Regions from separate parts of the Sus scrofa genome. Here region 1 is linked to region 2. Evidence: chromatin contacts called from public HiChIP or PLAC-seq data. All regions are on one chromosome and are shown on one strand. Each heading gives the region's core, a stretch centred on a gene start, on an enhancer-like site or on the middle of the called end of the contact. The rest is flanking DNA. Distances are from core to core; before and after follow the strand shown. Region 1 overlaps TP63 (tumor protein 63). Region 2 overlaps LOC106505765 (a long non-coding RNA gene).

The links. HiChIP or PLAC-seq counts read pairs in DNA pulled down with a chosen protein or histone mark.
Region 1: an H3K27ac HiChIP or PLAC-seq map of skeletal muscle shows a contact between it and region 2. The contact joins two enhancer-like sites. A contact is called at or near these places in 1 of 47 Hi-C or Micro-C datasets (skeletal muscle) and 1 of 2 datasets of contacts at active chromatin or transcription factors (skeletal muscle).

What each region holds. Positions count from the first base shown.
Region 1 is chr13:127,129,981-127,133,070 of Sscrofa11.1, forward strand. All of the region lies in intron 2 of TP63 (tumor protein 63), which reads left to right. Among named protein-coding and RNA genes, the nearest start is that of TP63, 16 kb to the left of the region's middle. Within about 2 kb of position 1,796, at least 1 of the 83 cell types and tissues checked has an H3K27ac peak or open chromatin away from gene starts, as enhancers often do. A contact at or near this core is called in skeletal muscle, where this site is marked.
Region 2 is chr13:126,893,243-126,895,981 of Sscrofa11.1, forward strand. The region is part of intron 5 of LOC106505765 (a long non-coding RNA gene); the gene reads right to left. Among named protein-coding and RNA genes, the nearest start is that of TP63, 220 kb to the right of the region's middle. Within about 2 kb of position 1,484, at least 15 of the 83 cell types and tissues checked have an H3K27ac peak or open chromatin away from gene starts, as enhancers often do. A contact at or near this core is called in skeletal muscle, where this site is marked.

The DNA of each region.
Region 1 (3,090 bases), core at 546-3,045, 240 kb after region 2:
CCCCTTTGATGACCTTCATATAATGTAGTCTCACACATCCTTGGCCTGTTTAACTCAAGGAGCTCCCATTTCTACTCTGTTCTAGTTACTAACTCTGTAGCCATATGCTGGCCTTCCTCATTACCTCAAGTTATTCCAATCCCAAATCATGCCACCTCACATTTCCATTTCTGGTCAAAATCTATTATCCCTTCACCTCTTACACACCCTCAGCTTATAGTGAACCTGTTCCATCTGTACACTCTTAAAATCTCCCCTACAAAACCCAAGGCATGTCTTAATTTCTGTTTATTTCATAATGTCTTTTGTGCATATTTTTTTTGGTTTTGCTTTTTAGGGCATGCCCATGGCAAATGGAAGTTGCTGGGGTAGGGTCAAAATTGGAGCTATGGCCATTGGCCTATGCCATAGGCACAGCAATGCCAGATGCAAGCCACGTCTGCAGCCTACATCACAGCTCATGGCAACACTGGATTCTTTAATCCACTGAGCAGGGCCAGGGATCAAACCTGCATCCTCATGGATACTAGTCAAGTTTACTACCCCTGAATCACAATGGAACTTACTTTTGTACATATTTATTTACAAGCATCTGCCCACCTACTAGACCTTCTCTACTCAAAGTGAAGTGCATAGGATAATACAGAATCTGGGGGCCTACATCAGTCCTATTAAATGAGAAATTGCATTTTAATGAAAACTCAAGGGAATTTGTGAACATTAAATTTGAGAAGCATTGCTCTAGCCTAGTAGCTCTCCAGGGATAATTCTGAGAACATAGCAGTACCCTATAATGTGATAGAAATGCAGATTCTCAGGTACACGAGCCCTATTCAATCAAAAAACCTGGCATTGTGGTCCAGAAATCTACATTTTAACACACTCTTTAGAGGCTTCTCTGATGCACACTTAACATTGAAACCTACTTTTCCAGCTTTTCAGGGGAGGGGCTGTCTTACTTATTTTGATATTCCTTGAGTGTATATAGTAGGTACCTCACAAATCCATAATAAATGAAGGAGTGAATGCATGTGTGAATAAAGCTTTTGCTTTCCTTTGCAAATAATGTGTTATATTTCTTTTCTGATATGCCATGTAACTATACCTCTCTAAAGGCATTTATATTACTTACTTAAATAACTAAGCTTTAGTTATTTCTGAATATATATCATGTCTAGCATTGAGTCCTGCACATAGTAGGTATTCAACAATTGTTTAATTCAGTTAGAAAGTTTTTGCTGTGTATTTTAATGTTTTGGTTCTCTTGCCCTCACTCCTTATTCACCTTTCCCTTACTCGATCCATTGTTTCACATCAAGTAAAGGACCAAACAGGAGATATTAAGCAGGCAGAAACATGACATTGGAATTCATACACATAAAACAGCAGAGATAAATCTTAGGGGAAAAAGTTTTAAAAAGCGAGAAAAGCAAATGAATCAGATTTGAGACTAGAGGTGGTGGCTGGCTACACCCACAATCCCCTGACAAAACAGCTTTGGTTGTCATTGTCAAGCCATGTGAGAATGTGTATGGTACAAACACTACTGGAAACCAGAGGCAGCTTGGGTTTGAAATATGCTTCTCTAGTCATGGGGAATGTCGTGATTTTCATTTCCCAAAGAATTCTGTTCAGATTCAACCAATGAGAACTCTGCAATGAAGTTGTCAGGCTGGAAAACTAATGCTACTCTTGGCAGCAACGGCCCATGAATCTTTTTCCTTGAACAGGGACAGACTATAAATAATAGCGTTTGTCTCGCACTTTGTCACTTCCAAGAACTCCAGAGGTCCTAACAAATGACACCGATGTTCTATGCCAACTTGCGGGTGGATAGTTTTTAATACCCAAGGAGGAGGGTCACTGTAACCAGATAGCAACCCGAGTGCTGATGTGGTTCTTCAGATTAAGATTTTAGGCCAACAGTGACTATTCTGTCATTCTGGACTTTCTCTTAGTCATGTCCTACAAATTAGGTCTTTACCAGGGCATTACATATTTCTAGCATTGTAAATATCTGTGCGAAAACAATGACTGGTTCATATGTCTAACTTGTGTGATGAACCATTGACCATAGTCATTAAATATGACCTGTCAGCTCATCCCAACGACCTCCCCCTTAGTGGGCCCAATTCAACAAGTCTTCTCCTTATGGCTTCTCTAGTCACACACCACAATCCAGGGCGCTGATGGAGAGGATCAGTTGATTGTGTTTGTCTAGAAAGCTATTTCAAACTCTACATGGTTGTTCTCAGGAAGCTTAGCATCCCTTTTGCCATTTTCCTAATTCTACAGGGTACAGTTGCTTCGTCATTGTGGATGCAGCCCTCCTAGGAAAGTAAAAGCCAAATGGGACATTGTCAAAAAACAAAAACAAAAACAACCCCCCAAAAAAAACCTCTTTCCTCCCCCTCCTTGTTTTCAGTTTCCAAGAATAGAAAATGTAGCAGTAAAAACATGAGTTTCAGAACAAGTGGACTAAAAAAAAAATGCATGTTTTAGATATATTATTTATTTAATTTGTAATGGAAATACTGCTTCTTTTAAAGAAATTAGTAATTAAGAAACCCTATGTGATCAACTGCATTTCATGAGAAGCTTACAGATTTTGCTTGGAAAGGTTAATAACCACTGCAAATTTTCTACAGTAATATTTCTTCAAAGGTATATTATTATATCTGCTACTCCATTGGGAGTACATAGTTTCTATAATTTTAAGCAAAATATATAGGATCGACTTTTGAGCAAAAATAAAACATATAGAGGAGGAGAAGAAAAGTCTTTCAATGACAGTGTATGCTCAGGGGTCATGGCCCCTTATTTAATTGTAACCTGACCCCCACTTCCCATATTTCTAATCCGCAGTTCCTTACTACACAATTTTGTCCATATAATAAACATCATCTTCTAATATACTACTTTATGTACTTATGTTTCCTCACAAGGGAAGGTAAACTCCATGAGAGCAGGAGATTTGTCTTCTTTGTGCCCTGATTTATCTCAAATGCCTAGAACAGAGCCTGGCATGCAGGATGCCCAGTTAATAACTTGTTGATTGAGTGAATTATGAAGAAACAGTTAATAAAAAAT
Region 2 (2,739 bases), core at 234-2,733:
ATATTTTTATTTTGCCTGATATTAGAGTTGATATTTTTTAACCTATTTCTTCTCTCTATGGCTTTTTTTTCCCTTGTGTTTTTAGGGCCACACCCACGGCATACGGAGGTTCCCAGGCAAGGGGTCAAATAGGAGCTGTTGGCCTACACCACAGCCACAGCCACACCAGATCTGAGCTGTGTCTGCAACCTACACCACAGCTCACGGCAATGCCATATCCTTAACCTACTGAGCGAGGCCAAGGATCAAACCTGAGTCCTCATGGATAATAGTCAGATTTGTTTCTGCTGAGCCATGATGGGAACTCCTCTCTGTGCCTTTCTTGAGTGCAAAATGTAAGTATTATTTGTCTTTCATGCAAGACTGGGCATGGTAGGTGTACCAGAAGTAGGTACACTATTACCTGCCAGAATGGTAAGGGTTAAATGTGACCAAGAAGGGGCTGGGCATGAAGTAGTTACATTTTTCTTAAACAATTATCATTTAGTCATCTGTCTTCAGGTCAAGGGCTTCTCCACTCTGGGTTTTCCAGAAGAAGATTTATCTTGGATCCAGCTCTCTTCCTCCTCTCCTTCATAGGAAAGATACGCTGAGTTGAAGCAAGTTGTGCAAAAAGGGGTTGAAGTGATGAAATTCGATCATAAATAACAGAGACCAATGGGTCTTTCTTGTAACTCTCAAAAAGCTCAGGAATGGTCTGATGTATAACGATTCTTTTCTTAACAATAATCTGCTCCCATTGTTTTAAACAATACAACCACTGAGTCTTTGGAGTTCTGTGCTCTTTGCTGGGGAGATTCAGAGGTCTCTGGAGCCGAGACTTGCAAAGCTCATGCACTTTCTTCACTTCATGGATCCAAATATAGGCTCTGGTCATCTGTCCTCTGAATGTTCATACTCTGTCTTAAAGAGGTTAATGGATCTATCCAAGATCACTGAGCTACTTTTTTTTAAAATGAATTCTCACAGGTCACATGGAGCTAAAACAAAATTGCCAGGAACTATCATTTTAGAATTTGTATCATGATCAAATTTCTCCTTTCTCTTACAGAGATCAAAGAGAATATTTTTGAACTTCTGAAAAGCTGTAGAAGAAAGGGAGACTTTTATGAACCAAGGGGTTAAGATAATAATGATAATTTAAAAAGGGCATAGTTTCTAGTTTCCCTCTCACCTAAAGTCCTGTTGCATCAGGCTGTGTCCCTGCCCAGCCAGAGTATTAAATTCACTGCAAGCTGCTCAGAAAGCTGTATCTATTTCAAGGTCGCAGCCCAGGCTGTGCCTTTTTTTTTTTTTTTTTTTTTTTTTTTTTTTTTTTTTTTTTAATGAATTGTTGGGCGGGAGAGGGGTTCAGGAGGGTGGGGAGACAGAAGGTAGAAGAGAAGGGGGGTTATTTCAGGCCTTGCTTCTCTAAGCCTTCGACGTCTGAGCCCCAGGACAGACCTTCCTGTTGTGAAATACTGGACCAGTTGTTGCGGTCTGAAGATAAACAACATTCCAGTAGTTCCCCCAGAGGCTACCCGAGGCCTTGTGCTTTTTAACATTTCCCTGGCCCTACGATGATCCAGGAGCTGAAGCTTACTGCAGTGCTGCAGTACACACAGCAATTTTGTGGTCTCTGTGTTCTTACATTGGGCTATGGTAATGAGCCCAGGGTGAGATCTAAATGCCTCTGCCTGGTTGTTAAACCCCTGCAACACTAGCATCTTTTGTGTAGCTTTGGACACCCAAGCTGTGCTTATGAGAGGTTTGTAAGAATGGTTTTTTGCCCTGGTATGCGAGGTTTCTGTCTTCATTAAAGTTGGAGGCTGAACTAGGACTCCCAGGTTATGTGAGGGCAAGTTTGGAAACCAGATGCAAACCGTTAACAAAATCCACCTGGGTTCATCATGAAAGGGTTGGGCCCCAGGTTGCTGTACCCAACAGAACAGGCATTTCAACGAGTTTCTCATTAGTTCTTGGTTCCTATATAGGTAGGCGTGGCTTTAAAGGGCATAAAACCACAACAAATCAAAGAATAGCTCAGACTTGCCCTTGACTTTATGACTGAGAATTTGAGTAATGATTCATGGACTGTGAATGTCGGCCCTGGTCCCTGGCTCATCTCTACCTGCAAACACCATTGCAGCCAACAAATTTGAGAAACACATTCTCTCAGTTCTGGTCACTTTCTGCAGCTTATCAATGGCACTTACACCCATTGTTATAACTTCACCACAGTTGCCTATAGGGCATATACAAGGAGTATTACTAACCTAATTTTAATAACAAGAAACTGAGGCTCAGAGAAACGAAAACATTTCCAAAATCTTACACCTGCCACTATTGTATAAGTCAAATAATTTTAATTTCTGTTGCCATTCGGCATTATTTTACCTTTTGTGTGGGTATGAATATGTATAATCGCTAATTCAGTCAGTTTAAGATGGCTATAGCAGGCAAACATCTAAAGTGTCCCACAGTGATTTCTACCTCCTTTATACAAAAAGAAAAAAAACATTTTTTTGCTGTAGTAATGACTTTACTATTATGTTTTGGGTATGACACTGTGGGGTAGTGTGAACAAATATGCAGATTAAAAATTTGAATATGATATTTTCAATAAAAGGAAAGCCATCATAACATAACAGAGACATAAATAAAAAGAAAAATGGCTATTTTAATCATTAGCAAATAAACACAATATTAAGACATTCACCTTTAATAAAACTTAGCACCTGGCATGCCCAGTTTTTGAAA